3 separate regions of the Mus musculus genome follow, and regions 1 and 2 are each linked to region 3. A link is a contact called in public HiChIP or PLAC-seq data. All regions are on one chromosome and are shown on one strand. The core of a region is the stretch at or near the end of the contact, and the rest is flanking DNA. Distances in the headings are between cores, read along the strand shown.

What was found. HiChIP or PLAC-seq counts read pairs in DNA pulled down with a chosen protein or histone mark.
Region 1: a contact with region 3 is called in an HNF4G HiChIP or PLAC-seq map of pancreatic cancer cells. The contact joins two enhancer-like sites. A contact is called at or near these places in 3 of 484 Hi-C or Micro-C datasets (bone marrow-derived macrophages, cerebral cortex and memory CD8 T cells) and 6 of 115 datasets of contacts at active chromatin or transcription factors (the HPC-7 cell line, bone marrow-derived macrophages, effector CD8 T cells and 3 more).
Region 2: a contact with region 3 is called in an HNF4G HiChIP or PLAC-seq map of pancreatic cancer cells. The contact joins the promoter of Atp2b4 here to the enhancer-like site in region 3. A contact is called at or near these places in 8 of 484 Hi-C or Micro-C datasets (bone marrow-derived macrophages, cerebral cortex, cranial neural crest and 4 more), 15 of 115 datasets of contacts at active chromatin or transcription factors (the HPC-7 cell line, bone marrow-derived macrophages, craniofacial prominence and 8 more) and 5 of 9 other capture datasets (adipose tissue, embryonic tail, liver and 2 more).

What each region holds. Positions count from the first base shown.
Region 1 is chr1:133,776,528-133,779,982 of GRCm38.p6, reverse strand. It overlaps a transcript of Atp2b4 not described here. Among named protein-coding and RNA genes, the nearest start is that of Atp2b4, 25 kb to the right of the region's middle. Within about 2 kb of position 2,107, at least 56 of the 459 cell types and tissues checked have an H3K27ac peak or open chromatin away from gene starts, as enhancers often do. A contact at or near this core is called in bone marrow-derived macrophages and pancreatic cancer cells, where this site is marked.
Region 2 is chr1:133,752,039-133,755,581 of GRCm38.p6, reverse strand. Atp2b4 (ATPase, Ca++ transporting, plasma membrane 4) reads left to right here and starts at 1,835. Exons shown (of 20, transcript NM_213616.4): 1 at 1,835-2,493. The coding sequence starts at 2,301.
Region 3 is chr1:133,854,680-133,858,084 of GRCm38.p6, reverse strand. No RefSeq gene overlaps it. Among named protein-coding and RNA genes, the nearest start is that of Gm31515, 3.3 kb to the left of the region's middle. Within about 2 kb of position 1,299, at least 118 of the 459 cell types and tissues checked have an H3K27ac peak or open chromatin away from gene starts, as enhancers often do. A contact at or near this core is called in the HPC-7 cell line, adipose tissue, bone marrow-derived macrophages and 7 more, where this site is marked.

The DNA.
Region 1 (3,455 bases), core at 858-3,357, 79 kb after region 3:
TTACATGTTCATGGGTAAGGATAAGCGAAGTATATTCAATCTGCAGCTATATTTTTAAAGAAAAGAAACTTTAAAATATCATCCAAGAATAGAGCAAGCGAGACATGGAGAGAAGGGAATTAGGGAGATCGAGGGGGCTGTCTACATCAAAAGGACGATGAGCGAATGTGTGGCCAAAAACCAAACAAACACAGAGTTCAGTATGTGGGGTGGGGACAAAGAGGCCACCTGACACACTAAAAGCAGTTAGGCTATGTCTTATTTAGGGTTTTACTGCTGTGAACAGAAACCATGACCAAGGCAACTCTTATAAGGACAACATTGATTAGGGCTGGCTTACAGGTTCAGTCCAGTATTATCAAGGTGGGAGCATGAAAGCGTCCAGGCAGGCATGGTGCAGGAGGAGCTAAGAATTCTACAGCTTCATCTGAAGGCCATGGGAGAAGATCAGCTTCTAGGCAGCTAGGATGAGGGTCACAAAACCCACACCCACAATGATACACTTCCCCCAACAAGGCCACATCTACTCCAACTAGGCCACACTTCCTAATAGTGCTACTAATCCCAGAGCCATGCATATTCAAACCATCACAGGGTAGTTCCGAATCAGTCTGGATGCCAGCCTGTTGGAGGTTGTAACCAACTGGTTTTCTTGAATTCAAGAGTGATGCAGCATCCCTGGGACTTCTGTGGTAGATACAGGCTATCCAAAGAATGCTGGCACAGGTCCAGGGCAGAACCACAGGTTGAGTCATGAAGCCTTAGGTTGGTTCACAAGATGTGTTAACTCTGGCTAGACTTTGGACCACTGTCCAAATAATCTGTCCCTGGCAGCAGAGAGGTTTCACTGTCTTCCTCCTTCCTGGGTGGCTTTGGAAGATGGATGAGAAAGTGGAAGGAAATGTTTGAGGGTTTCCATGATTAACACAGAAGTCTTTTATTATTCTATTACCTCATTCGGTTCCTCCTGCAGCAACACACAAAGAGAAGGAACAGAATGTGTCTCTTAGCTCTAAATACTGTCTTTCATCTTTTTTAAAGTATCCAATAATGTAATTCTGAATACCTTACTGGGTTGTTGCAAAAAATTCTGCAAGACAAGAACTGTGAATGGGTTGATCTCCCTAATTCTCTCCTATGCCGTTGGATGGCTCCAGGTGTACAGAGTACTATTTTGAAGGCTGGAGTGAGGAATCCTGTCCAGTGAGTGTCCTGGGCTCCCGATTCCCAGAAGCTTGGGAGATATATCTCCAGGTCCTACAAACTGAATACTCCTTGGGTGCAGTGGGCCTTCTTTATGATGTAGTGTAAACAGGGAGACTGAACCAGAGAAACGTCCTCCTCAAAGTGGAGGAGAAATCTGGGAATCCTGGGGGTCCAACAGAGGATCCGGGGACTGAATTCCACTCTTGACCCTACAGCTAGCTAGAGAGTAAACCACTTAACCTCTGAGCCCCCGTTTGTCATCTGCTTCTAACCACAGAGAATTGTTATGATAATGTAGAGTGTGAGATCTAGACTGACATTCTCTGGGAAATTAAAAACACTGCGATTTGCAGGCAGATTTTTTTTTTTACCAGATTTGAAAAAAAAAAAAAAAAAAAAGAGATTACTAAAACTGGTGGTCCCCACTGGTAATGGAGAAGGCTGCCTAGTTTCCATTCTGGGATCTCAGGCCCCCACATACTCAGGGGATGCTGTCCGGTTTGCCTAGCCTCATCGATGCTGCTGAGAGGGGGACTCTGGGCTCTCTCTTCTGCCCAGTGTTATCTTCGAAGCTCACACCTCAGAGTGGACCCTGGTTTTCAGCCCCTATCTGCTAATACCAGGTATCCCTTGATTTACAGCTTTGATTAAGCACGTGCATGGTGCAGAGTGCGGAGCTGTGCTCCCAGGAGTCTTGGGGCCTGCACTGGGGCCCTCCAGAGAAACCTTGCTAGAGCCGCTGACAGCACCCGTTTTTGTTTAAGGTTTGGTCCCTAGAGTGGAGGGTGGGGCAGGGCCTTCCCCAGAGTTTGGTGGGAAAAGAGAGGGTGGGGCCTGGGCCGCTAGGTTGGCTGTTGTGTTGTGAGTCACAGGTCCCCTTCTTGAGCAATCACTGCTGCCAGGGTGGAGCTAGTCGCGTTATTTTGGGTTTCTGGGCTGAGCCAGGCCTCAGGGGCTTAGGCCTGTGTTTCCCCAGCTGCTCACCATCCTCAGACTGGGAGCCAGCTGCGCCAGGGCGCCTGCAGCAGCGGGCAGGGAGCAGCAGATCCAGACGTTGTGTGCCCGCCCAAGGCAAGGGCGGCAGCGAGATCCTCATAGGACAAGTCCTCTGCACTAGTCACAGCCCCGGGCCTCCAGAGCCTACGTGGGGTTGGTCTCCTTTAGAACCCAACAAGTCTGACCTGGAAGGGCTTTGCGTTCTGCCCTAGGTTGTTTTATTGTGGATCCCAGAGGAGATGCGAACTCGGGCATGTGGGAACAACTGAGCCTCCTTCCATTGTGAAATGTAATGACTCTCTACAGTCCCCACCCAAAGAGGGAGACCAGGCCTCAGCAACTTAATGGCACCCTTGCTTCAATGCCTCTAACTCAGTAGTGGAGAACGGCTCTGCTTGCCTTGGCTATGCCTTCTCCCAACCACATCATCCTCTATCGAGAATTTCATTCATTGATAAAAGTCTAGTTAGGCTCATGTGTTCAAAGCTGTGTTGACAATAGGAGTTCATGTCAGAGGGCCTTGCCACGATTGGTAGCTTTGACCATACACATGGTTAATACCCCCTTTCCTCCCTCTCTTCTTTGTTACACCCCTCCTCTACCACTTGCCCCACCCACACCAACCTCCCCCTCATTGTACACCACACACACACACATTCATACTCTCTCTCTCTCTCCTCTCTCTTTCCCCTCTCTCTCCCCTCCTCACCCCCAATCCACCACTCCCACTCCTACACTCTCCAAGAGTCCTGCTATGTACCCCACACAGGCTGACCTGAAGCCGAGTGCCCTCTTTCTCCTCCTGCTCTACATTTACGGTCCTCTGATTGCCAATGAGGTTGAGCAGTAGAGCTGATTCAGACCAGGCTCACAGAAACGGTGGATAACCAGAGTCAGCAGGGTAATGGAAGCATGATGGAGACACAGGACACTCAGCTTGACAAGCAGATATGATGAAGAACTGAATAGAGCAAAGGAAATTCATATTGGTTTTTTTTTTTTTTTTCAAGACAGAGTTTTTCTGTGTAGCCCTCGCTGGCCTTGAACTCACCGAGATTCACCTGCCTCCCGAGTGCTGGGATTAAAAGCATATGCCACCACTGCCCAGGTTTTTACTGTTTTTTTTTACCTCACTCTGTAACTGAGGTTGACCTTGAATTCATGGTAATGCTCCTGCCTCAGCCTTTAAATACTGGAATTACTAAAATGAGTCACCATTCCCACAACATTCATTTTGGTTTTTATGACCTTTG
Region 2 (3,543 bases), core at 586-3,085, 100 kb after region 3:
GAGGCCTGAGTTCAGCCCCCATCACCCACATAAAAAGGCAGGGTGGTGGCATGTGCTTGAAATCCCAGCTCTGGGTATAGGCAAAGACAGGAGGATCTCTGGAAGTCGCTGGCCAGCCAGCCTAGACTATGGGGGGCTTTAGGTCAATGAGAGACCCTAGCCCAAAGTTTACCTTTGACCTCTAAGCACATGTATACACATAAAAATGCACACATACCTGTGTGTGCATACAAGTGCGCATGCACAATAAACTAGGTATAGTAAGAAATTAACAAAAATAATTAGCAGAATAATTAAGCAATTATGATAGCATAGTTTGTGAATGTGTGCCCTCTTCTTGTACTCAAGTCTTCTTTCCACGGGATTTGAATAGGAGGGGACTGCTAGTGTGGGTCTTGCTCCTATGCCAGTCTTAATGAGGGAGTTACACCTACTGCCTCAGGGAACCTTCTCAGGATTCCCTGCTTGCTTAACTTGTTGTAAGTCGGGGTATTGGGGAGGTGGATGGAACATGCTGGCTGAGGGGCAGAAGTGGGATAACCTCCATTCCAGAGGAACCTGCCTGAAACAGGATTGGTTGAAATCAGTCAGGAGCTTTGGCCAGATGGGATTTCTGGAGAAAATAAATTGATAAAAAGAGCCAAGTTCTTCTCTGATGACTCAAGAGTTGTATTCACCTTCTAGAAGCAAAAAAAAAAAAAAAAAAAAAAAAAAAAAAAAAAAAAAAAAGCATTTGTTTATTACCTAGCCAATTGGAGTGCCTTGCCAGACCCTGGCAGCATCGACCAATTGCAGGGTGGTTATTTCACCAGAATGGGGCCCTACATACTTGAGCCTCTCCTATCGGAGGAGCTGATATATAACATGTAGCCAGCCCTTGTCTGCAGCTGAGCATAGGGCTCAGCTCAGTCTCTAAGCCACCTTCAGCCCCTCTCATCCCCACATACCCTTAGCTGTGCCTGCACACCCTAGCCAGTATGTGCTCCAGCTAACGTCTATCTTGCTGAGGGAAAAATGCCTACCTTTCTCTGATGTGTCACTATGCTAACATGAGCCCCTCTGGTTGCTCCCTTACCCTGAGGACAGTGTTGGGACCTGTCTATGGGCTGAACAGACTGTTCTCTTATCTCTCCTACACTGGAAAAACTTGAACACTCACTATCTTTCTTCCCAGAGCTCCACCTGGCCCTTATAGAAAAACTGAATCCACCCTGTGTCATAAACTGTTAGCGTGTTTCACTCTTTTCTTACCAGGAAAAGCCTCTGCGAGGGCTTAGCCTTGAGACCAAAATTTGGTGCCAGATAACTGCTGTAGGTTTCCAAATTTTCATACCACTGAAGGCTGAGTGTTCTAAGAGACCTTTTATCAGCCTGTCTTTCTGGATTGTAAATGTCTGTGTTGGGAGTAGAAGGTGCACAAGCAAGCCATGTTTCAGCCCCCTTGGGTCTAGATTCCTTTTCTGATTCTTCTCACATCTTACAGGTAAGGCCAGACTAATGTATCCTATAGGTCAGTCAGCCCATGAAGGGGAGGAGCATTAGAGGTTATAACCTTTTATATGCGAGTTCCTTGAGTTATTTTGTGTGCCTTGATTTGGAAGAAATAAGGCTTAAAGATGATGTTTCTGAGATAAATCCTCTACATTCCCAGCCAGCAGGCCTACCCAGGGCTTCCCATGAGCCTGGATACTGAGCTCAGGCCTCAGTTCTCAGTTCCGTTCAGCCACCAACTGTCATTTAAACCCTTCTTCTCGAGAGTACCTTGCAGATCCTGGATCCTCATGGCTGTTCTAATTGTTCCTTTTTGTCTTTTTTTTGCATCTCTATTCCAGAGGCCTAGCCCTCATCGTTATCCAGGGAGCCCTCCTCTTTTTCCTGACGCCAGCCTACCATCGTAATTGCTGATTGTTGCTAAGGTTGCTTCCATGGTAACATGCTTATCCTGTTTACACTTCTATATGGACAAGAAGTCTAAACTAGGAACCTACCTACTCTGGACAACCATTCCCATCTCCACCCAGAGGACACCAATCATCGTGACACCACGTCCATCTTTTACTAAGTTCCCCCAACCTCTTCCTCTTCTCACTAGTAGACTTAATACAGAAGCAAGGATCTAGGCCGGGTGTTGCTACTCTGAAACTTATTGCACGAGATATTGTCAATTTATCCCCTAACTGACCTCCCAGAGAAGAAAGAAGTGGGAAGAAACGGCGAATAGAAGGCAAGAGACACTGATCAGTTAGAGGGGAAACTCTACATCTTCTCTGGTTGAGAGTCTGGTAACTGAAGAAGGCAAAATGACGAATCCACCAGGACAAAGCGTGTCAGCCAACACAGTGGCTGAGAGCCATGAAGGGGAGTTTGGCTGCACCTTAATGGACCTGCGAAAGCTCATGGAGCTTCGTGGAGCTGATGCAGTGGCCCAGATCAGTGCCCACTACGGAGGGGTACAGGAAATCTGCACTAGACTGAAAACCTCCCCTATAGAAGGTAAAGGCCATTTCAAGGGTTGGGGATTGGGGGCAGTGAGTAGGATTTTGAAATATTTTTGTCTAGCTTCTAGGGAAAGTCCGGTTCTGGAGATCCAATAAGTTGTGTCTGGTCTGGTGGGGAGAGCACAGACCTCTAAAGCCGAGGTGGCCACTGAGGGAGGGCATGAAGAGCTTTCCTCCTCTACCACGTTTAGGAACTGTGATCTCTGAGTCATTCTCTCCTCCTACTTCTGTGTCGGTCCATCGTATGGAGGGTCCTTATTTATTATGTAGATGCACTTATCAGTATAGTCAATGTCCTCACTTAATTAGATTTTGATTACAGAAGAGCTTAAGATGGACATCTTCCTCACACTGATCTTAAAGCTCAATGGATGAGAAAAGACGACAGGAAGTAGTATTCCAGCCATCTGAGTACCTTACTGTACACAGAAATGGGTTGGCATATCATAAATATGTATTTGGATAAATTAATATTTTCTGTCTTGGAGTTTCTGATTTTTTTTAACCCTGTCTAATAAAAATTTTTCCCCACCATGTAGGGTCCAAACCCAGGGCTTTGTACAGCGCCCCGACATTAATCTGTAGCCTCAGCCCACTGTTTTGCTTTTTAATTTAAGACAGATTCTCAGTACATTGCCCAGAGTGGACTTGAGCTCACTCTACAGTACAGGCAGGATGTCAGGTTATGATGTTACAGGCCAGGCATATATCTTATAAGCTCTGAGTTCAGGTATTTGAAATAATGTTTATAGCTAGCCTGTAGAGTTACTGGGATTAAGTAGTACAGTGCATATGCACACATGTGTGTTTGTGTGTGCATGTGAGAACTGATAATAGGTGTTGAATAAACTGAATATAGGCCATATGCCTGGAGATTTTCCTAGGGTGTGAATGCCCATGAGTTTCAAAGAAACATAATCTCTACTCTGGTTAAGGTATGTGTGACTGCAGCTGCTGTCTGTTCCCTGTGCTCCCTGTCATCTCTGAGGCCTGATTTTAGGGTGACAGTGCTTAGTTGCTCACAGTCAGTCCCCTGGGCCTTCCA
Region 3 (3,405 bases), core at 50-2,549:
AGGAGACCTGTCTGGGCCTCATGACAATACCCTGTCTCAAAAGCAAGCAAGCAAGCAAGCAAGCAAGCAAGCAAACAAACAAACAAAACAAGACAGGCATCTGGTTGCTGTCATGGTAACAGGCTGAACTAGGATAGAGGCACACCCCTTCTCAGCCACGTCTCAGGAGAAGCAGCTCAGGACTCAGTTTGGCAGTTCCACAGTCATAGCGACCCAAGCTCAGCCAGTCTTGTCAGCCTGCTACCCTCAATGTGTGCATTCTCTCTTGAGGCCTCAGATGCCTGCTCCTGCCGTCACGGACAGGTCTAGACAGGGAGAGCAGAAGTCTATGTCTTTCTCTCAAAGATGCTGCCCAGAAGTGATACCCATTTCTTCCTTCCTCCCATTTCCGTGGGCTAGAGAAGGCCGAAGCTTTGCACAGGAAGCCAGGAGAAGCAGGCTTGGACTAGGGAATCAGGTGTCTCCTTAAGATTCTGCTTCATGGCTAAAGGAAGAAGAAATGGCCAAGCCATGAAGCTCAGTAGTACAGTGCTTGCCTAGCGGATTCCCAGATTGGTCTTGAACTCACCACACTCCACCTGCATCAGCTCTCTGAGTGGTGGGATCACAGATGTGCACCCCCATGCCTAGCTTTGCCTCAGACTTGGATGCTGAACTCCAAGGTGCCTTCCCTCTTTCTGCCAGCCTTTGGACAGGACCGCAGTTCAGCTGGCTTCTGTCCAGCCTCCTTCCTTCTATCCCTTCCACGTGCAACTTCTGGAATAGGCCCCTGTCCCTAACATATCTCTGGAGAATCCAGGTCCTCAAAATGCTAACCTGGACTTAACCTTGGAAACAGACACTCTGCGTGGACTCTGCTGTCTATGACCAATAGACTCTACCAACTGGCCCAGCAGGCCCCTCAACGATACAGGTCTCCCTCTCAACTGTACAAGTTCCTGCCTCTTCTGACCCTCTGCCAAGGAACCCCCCACCCCCGCGTGCCAGCCCCCCAGAGATAGCAAGGAGGGTACAGTAGGCTTGGCCTCAGCATCCACAAGGAGGCAGCCAGCCTGAGGAAACAAGTCACTTCTCTTTGACCTTCCCTTCCAGCTTGGCTCACCTGGGACATTAACCATGTCACCCCTACACATTCCTTTTCAAAGCCACCCCTCCTCCCTTGCCCAGTCTCTCTCCACCATTTCTCTGCCCCAGGCAGGCCTGACACCAACTAAAGAACCCTACCCCCCAGTTTCTGGCTGGGACCAGAAAGGGCTGGGTAACCCTGGGCCTTCCCGGTAACCCACAGATCAAGGACTAAGTAGTAGCCTGGTTCTGCTTTGATGAGTTGACGCCACTTTTTCCAATCACGAGGGCAGGTAGAGGCCAAATTTTCATCTGGAAGAAAAGAGAAAACCAGGGTGGGGGGTGGGGGCTGGGGGTGGGGTTGGAGGATAAGGAGTGGTCCCAAAGGCCAGGATACCTCCTGCCATGTTTGGTTTGAACTGGTGGATGACTTAAGGAAGAGCAGATTTCAAAGCCATTTTTTCTTTAGAGAAAATCCATGCAGAAAGGAGAAGTGTCTTTAAAACAGGAACCAGGTTCACGACGGGGAGAGAGAGGTTGGGGAGAGTTATAAAGGAATCAACGTCCAGCAGCACCTGCCCCACCGCCAACGAATGCCCGCAGCAGCTCAACCCCCAAGTCCCATGACCCTGCCTGACCCAGGGTGGCAGTCCCTATGCCTTCTGCTCTTGCTGCGGCTGCCCACTGGGTCAGTGTTAGGTCTGTGACTGGAGGTCCCAGCAGGAGAGAACCTCCCATCGCTGTGACTCAGTAGACAGGGATCCCGGGCGTCCACAAGGGATTTACATGCATTTGCCTAAGTTATGCATCAGCACAGACTCATGCTCTATATTTAGTCATAAGGGAATACGTCATCCTTTTTCAAACTGAAATGGTATAGTCAGAGGTCTCCTCTTCAATTTTGATGCACCCATAGCTATAAGGAGGGAGATACAATAATCTGAACAATTGAACAAACCCTAGGGCATCCCAAAGAAACGTTCCCTCTCCCTTTCTCCCACTGGTGAAATTTCACAGCCAACAACTTTACCAGGTGAGAAAGAACCCGGGTGAGAGAGTTCTCAGGAATTAACCACTAAGCCTGCTGCGTTTGCTGTGAAAAGCAGGGTGGCCACAGGATACAGACGACAACTCGGCCGAGAAAATCAGGCTGCAAAAAATTAGCTTCTTCCCTTTCCTCTCTGGCCCCTTTATTTGCAGCTTGCAAGTTGCCTGCAGGTGGGCGATTCTGGATGCAGGGCACTTTGTAGGGTCAGGGGTCACTAATGAGTCATTCATCACCACAGGCCTTAAAGTGCTGATAACAACAGCAGTGTGATCAAGTCCTAACAGGGTAAGAAGGCAGAATCAGGTAGGGCACTGTGGGAACACAGAGAGGCAGAGTCTTACCCCAGAGAGTAGGTGTAGGGGCTGAGTATTTCCAGAAAAAAAAAAAAAAAAAGTAAAGGAACTCTTGAAGAATAAGGAGTGGGTGGTGCCCAGGGCTTTTAAGCAGGGGGAAAGGCATGAGCAAGGATGGAGGCTTGAAATAGCACATGGCAGAAACAAGCCTGGCCACCCAGGCGGCGCCGGCTACCAAGGAGAACCTCGAGCATCCACCTCGGGCTTGACATCATCCTCAAGCGGTTTTAAGCTAACAGAGGTTTGGTCCTTTTGAGCATGCTGTCTCTGATTCTTCTTCGTAGGGCTGGCTGGCTGGAAGCCAGCGAGGAGGCTGTTGCAAGCATCCAGAAAAGCGAAGCATGCAAGTCAGGACCAGGAGAAAGAAGAGAAGCAGAGCTCAAAAAAAAAAAAAAAAAAAAAAAAAAAAAAGCAAACAAACAAACCCTAGAAGGTGAATCGGGGTTGGACCAGCTGAGTGGGTGGGAACCAGAGACATGGGAGGGTCCGGGCTACCTCCGAGGTGCACGCTGATGTTTTGTTTTGTTTTTGTTGTGTTTTGTTTTGTTTTTCTGTCAGAGGACTGAAAGCCAGGGAGGAGGAGGCTACCAGGGAAACAGAGGGAAGGGCAGGTTTTGTTTTTTTTTTTTTTTTTAACAGCCAAATAGAGCTGTTAGGCGCCACTCAGGCTGAGAAGCGCCGGGATTGGTGGTTCCGCAGCTCCAGCTGCTTTCAAACGCAGGCAGCATCCTGCAGCCTCCAGAGGACTTAATTCAATTCAACAAATGCTATTGAGCACCTACTCCTAACAGGGGAAGGGAAGCGAGAGGTCCGACAATTATTGACTACTTAAACTGTGTTAGCAGAGTGTTAAGTGCATTTATAGGTCAGCTCATCTCCAGCCACAGTTGCCTCAAGAACGCGCCATTTACCTGCAGGGATCTGAGAGAGTGAGCGTCA